Regions from separate parts of the Capsicum annuum genome. Here region 2 is linked to region 1. Evidence: chromatin contacts called from public Hi-C data. All regions are on one chromosome and are shown on one strand. The core of a region is the stretch at or near the end of the contact, and the rest is flanking DNA. Distances in the headings are between cores, read along the strand shown. Region 1 has its middle 55 kb from the start of LOC107865395. Region 2 overlaps LOC107863792 (sulfate transporter 3.1).

Region 1 (2,723 bases), core at 139-2,638:
CCGACGGCAGTGACGAACTGAGCAAATGAACTGAGCAAACGACTGTCATGTTGAAATTTCAAATGAATTGACGAACTGAGGATGGTTGAGCGTTGCTGCAGCCTTCACGTTAATGTTAGGGTCTAAAGCAAAACAGTATATTAGGATTTAGGGTTACTAAATGATTATAATTTATATATTTATATGTTATATCAAATTATATTTTTAGTGTATTTACATATATATTAAATTATATATATATATATATTATAATATATTATTTATGTAATTTTGATTTTTCGGTTTATCCGAATTCTTTTTTTGTAAATCCAAAAACCAAACCGTTTAACCAAATTTCTAAAATTTGAAACCGAAACCAATCCGAAAAACCAAAAAATCAAACCAAAATTAAATTTCGGTTAGATTTTTCAATTTTTTTAGTTTAAACCAAAATATGCCCAGCCCTAGCGATAATGTTTGTTTGAAAATATCATGACTGCTATAGAGAGGTGTTGTTATATATGTCTATTGGCATTTGACATTCAGATTTCATTTACCTGTTATAAACAAAAGTATACAAAATTAAAAAGAGCATGAATATAAAAAATGTAACTATTAATAAGTCTTTTCCTCGTGAAGTTATGAAATAACGGATGTGTACCATATAAATACATTTTTTCCTTTAAATTAGATATTCATACTTGAAATTTATTGTATGCATGACATTAATAATTATTATCATAAATATTTTGCTATTTTATTTTATACATAATATTTTTTTATGAAATGTTATTACATAATATTTGAGTATGCTATTATAGATAGGTAACTTTATATATAGTGTACTGCTACAATAATGCCATTGTTGTTATAAGTCGAATGTCGTTATAGAGAAATAAAATATAAGATGAAAAATTGATTTTGAAGAAAATCATGTCACTATAGTAAAATGATGTTATAACTAAAAAGGTGATTTCATAGAAAGATCCGACTGTATACAACTAGAAGTAGAATAGTAAATAACATGGTCATTAACTCTCTGTTAGGCTTTTGGAGGTTCATGTCAATGTCATGAGTCTTTTTTGGGCTTCAATCACTGCTAGGACTAATTGCAAATTTGCAATTCAAGTATTCAACAAACATTATACCAGCACTAATAGCGATGCTTCACAATTTTAATAAAAAAAATTGATAAACTAATAACCAAGTGCACAAACACTCTTCATCGTATCCTCCAGATTCTTCACCATCATTCACTAAGATACCGTCGTAACACGTCATTTTTACCCCTCGATTTCTTCGAACGACCACTCACCATACAACAATGGGTAAAACGATATCCTAGGAAAGTGAAACCAAAAAAATCCGACATCTCTAAATCTGAAATATCTGTGAAACCAAATGGAGAACACTGTTATTGAAGTTTGGAGGTTATCTGTTTGAATTTTGAAATTCAAAAAGTGTTATTAAATCGGATAGATGTTGGTGCAATAACTTACAACATCTTTGCGACAATAAAATTGAAAATTAAAGCCTATCTGTAGAAGATTTGAAGTGTTTTGGGTCAGATTTTGGTCGTTGTGTAAATTTTGTATCTGTACGTATCCCATCCAGCAATATATCAATGCATATCTTTGTTGTATATGTGTGTATTTCACGTATATCTATGTATATCGTTGTTGTATATGTGTGTATTTCATGTATATCAATGTATATCCATGAAAGTATGCGTCAGATATACAATGAGATACTCACGTAATATACATTGTTGAGGTGATGTTTTTCGAGTCTATTTTAGATGTAGAATTTAACTAATCACCTTTAATCTTTTTCAAATTTTATTTGTAGTTTTGTCAAGGTGTTTTCAACGAATGTCGACCACACCCACTCAAAAAACACTACTACTACATGACACTTTTTTTTCTTTTTAGTCCGTTTTGAAAGGAAAACTTTTTACTCTCCTTAAAAGGAAAGACACCCTTTAATATTTAGTAATAATTTAGCTTTTAATATTTAATTTTATCCTTAATAAGGTGATCTGTAGCCACGTAAATGTTTACAACTTATTTTAGACCATAACTTTTAAAAGCCCTGCTTTCATTCTTAAACTTCTTGCTCAATCAAATAACTTCAAATAAAATGGGACGAATGGAGTCATTTAAAACGTTTAAATCCTAGTTTAGTTGTGGTTTCAAGATTGAAGCTCTGAAAAGATTATGTTACTGATGAATTGAGAGGATTTTTCGTAGTAGTGAAAAATCAAAGGAATGTCTGGTTGGCAAGTGTATTTTTTGACTAAAAAAATAATATTCCAATAGTTATTGGTGTTGTATACGCGTGACAATTTCCCTGAACTTCTATATGCTAACAGGTTGTTTGTTGATAAGATAGGTAGATACAATTTCCAACTAAAATTCATTACATGTATGTTATTTAATGGAAGACAAAATTGTAGGGATAAGCACACACACATTAGCACAATGTAAAGTGGACCAAAAGTTGGAAAATTCAAATGAGCTCCACTAAATTGGGCCGTTTTTGCTCTTAGGCTTTTCGAATTGGAATTTCTAGCTGTATGGATGGGAAAATTAATCATGAATAATTCGTTCATGATAAATTAATTAATCTTATTTTTAATCAATTTTCATGTTACAAAAGCCTATTAGTTTATTTGATTCACATGGTTGTGAACGAAGAAAAAATCCGATTGATCACATTGACTTATTTATTTATTTATTTAGAAA
Region 2 (2,723 bases), core at 71-2,570, 80 kb after region 1:
TGGTGGGGGAGTGATGTGATATTTCTGCTATTTGGATTATTGAGTTTGAAGTGTTGAAGTTGTATTGTGATTCTTGTGGTTTTGGTATTGCACACGTTTTCTCTAAATAGACGACCTACCAATGCCATGATTAACTGATATTCAATGTTTAAAGAACACTGGCCCAGCATATGTGTTGTTGATTGAATCATTGCTCTGCCCATTATCCAATGTATTTTCACATTTTGAAATAGACATTTCTAAATGGCGACTTCATTTTCCTAGAATTTGCTCAATTTAACATTCAAATTTGATGACATAGAACGCAATTTTTTTGGATTATTGTAGCTGATAATTCATCATATTTGTTGAGATATATATTATGGTATTAGAGTGAGAGACGTGAGTTATGAAAACTTTCCATCATTATGTGATAATTTCTTTATTCAAGTCGTAAAGAAGAAGAAGAAGAATTAGTTGTGTACATCTCTACCTACCTACCAACTTACACTCTGGTGGATCCAGGATTTTTAAGTTACGGCTACTTGGCTGCCTTTACTCTAAAATTATTTTCTAACATTGGGTTCTCAATAATATCTTTGTTTATTAAAACTATTTTTTGTAATATAAAAGTTCATATATAGTAAGTGGATAAAATCAATGTAGGTCTGTAACGGCCTGGAATAGAAGTTGCAATGCATTTGATGTTAATATCTAACTCGATTTTTATGTAATTTGTAATTTGTTTATTAAGGGCTTGATACGATCAAATTAAGTTCCCCTTCTTTAATTTTTATTATTCTATCTACTCAATATTTATAAGCCAAAAAATAGCATGTGATAATTTGAGAGTTTTATGATTTAAAGGACAAGTGGACTAACAGGATATGGTTTATGTGATGAAAAAAAAATGAACAGATAGGGGAGCTGAAGAAAGGGTTAAATCCATTGTCAATAACCGATTTGTCATTTGGAGGCACTTATCTTTCTACAGCTATCAAAACTGGCATAGTCACTGGTGTCGTTTCTCTTGCTGTAAGCTTTTTCCAACCTTTATTTTTGTCCTCGTTCTTCACCTACTTTGCATTATTTGTCACAATTTGATTAGAATTTAACTAGTGAAACTTGTTCTAGTGGTAAAACACTTATTCTACTTATCAACTATGTTGTTTGGACTTTTCAAAAATGTTATCTCATTCATATTTTGTCTCATTATTAGAAATAGAGATTTTTTCCAACTCATTAAATGAGAAATTTGTGCTATGAAGCATGATTATTCCATCCATTTTCCCATCATACCTGCTCACTGGGAAAACATATTCTTGGTGAAACACTGGAAAACTTCCTCATTTTTACACTACTATTTTTTTCCCACTGATTCAACCAAAATATTAGTCAGAATATCCACTGAACAATTTTTTTTTGAAAAATTTCAAAGGGAAAATAGTTAGCTTTAGTATTATCTATAATTTTCAAAAATCCAAGCTACATAGCTAATCAACATGTAGACTTGAGGTTTGTGTCACGTAAAGAGCTGAAAAGATCGTCGAATATTAAACATAAGTGGTCAATTCATATCATGTAACTATATAGTGCCGTGAACTTAAAATCCGATGACTTTTCAATGATAGTTACCAATTAGATTTTGTATTCTATGTACTTGTAGTTGTAAGTATTAAAATATGTTTAGAAATGAAGATTATGTTAGACTCATCATGATCTCAAGACAAAAAATATTCATAAAATCAAACTCTTTGATGGGGACTGATGAGACAGGAAGGAATAGCAGTGGGGAGAAGTTTTGCAATGTACAAGAACTACAATATAGATGGCAACAAAGAGATGATTGCTTTTGGTATGATGAACATAGTTGGCTCTTGCACTTCCTGCTACCTCACTACTGGTAACAATTCCCAACTCTTTCTCTTTCTTTTATTTGCCTGAAAGCTACTTTTACCTGAAATAACATGTCTCAGTCGGGTCCATGTATCAGCATGTGATTATATGGACCATGGATAATGTCTAGCAGACAAAAATAAAAGTAGCAAATAAATGCAGAAAGAGACAAGACAAAATCTTATTAAGGAAATGGTAAAAAAGTAGGTGGCAATGGAGGGTGAAACTAAGATTTCGTTGGATTGGTTTATTTTAAGTAATTTTAATTAAATAGTTTTTAAGCATTTTTTTAGTATTTGTGAAATAAAAAAAAAGTTTTTTATGTACTTAATTTTAAGCCCAAAAAAAACAAAAATAAGCCAACAGTGATCACAAGTAATTAAAATTGACTTTTGGCATATAAGCTAAAACATTCAAACAGGCTCTAAACTTGATCCTAGTAATATTAAATAAAGTCACAAAGTAATATTTTTTGTAACTGTAATATCACTAAACTAACTACTTGTAGTACTAAAGTCACAAAGTTAATTTTGTAAATAGTAATCAGTGGCATAACCATAGGTAGTGAAGGGTGGCCAGTTCACCACGCTTCGTCGAAAAAATTTAAAAATTATTTTATATATATAATCTTGAACATTTTTAAAACAATTCTTGGTTTATCATTGATAATAATGTCACTAAATTAACTGGTTCTAGCGGCAAAAGTTACAAAATTAATTTTTGTAACAGTAAAATCACTAAACCACTAAATTATGTGTTCTTTGTCCAAAAAAAACACAAATCACCGAAAAGTCAAATTTCCTTACAAATTTGTAGATATGGATATTTGATCACGTTGTTAATTAGGA

What was found. Hi-C and Micro-C count contacts between places; a contact is called where the count stands out from the background.
Region 2: a Hi-C map of leaf shows a contact between it and region 1, with 4 times the contacts expected there. The contact joins two enhancer-like sites. A contact is called at or near these places in 5 of 5 Hi-C or Micro-C datasets (bud, leaf, pericarp and 1 more).

What each region holds. Positions count from the first base shown.
Region 1 is chr3:63,019,918-63,022,640 of UCD10Xv1.1, forward strand. No RefSeq gene overlaps it. Among protein-coding and RNA genes, the nearest start is that of LOC107865395, 55 kb to the right of the region's middle. Within about 2 kb of position 1,389, at least 2 of the 5 cell types and tissues checked have an H3K27ac peak or open chromatin away from gene starts, as enhancers often do. A contact at or near this core is called in bud and leaf, where this site is marked.
Region 2 is chr3:63,100,486-63,103,208 of UCD10Xv1.1, forward strand. It overlaps LOC107863792 (sulfate transporter 3.1), which reads left to right. Exons shown (of 12, transcript XM_016709927.2): 6 at 898-1,014; 7 at 1,756-1,882. Among protein-coding and RNA genes, the nearest start is that of LOC107863792, 4.7 kb to the left of the region's middle. Within about 2 kb of position 1,321, at least 4 of the 5 cell types and tissues checked have an H3K27ac peak or open chromatin away from gene starts, as enhancers often do. A contact at or near this core is called in bud and leaf, where this site is marked.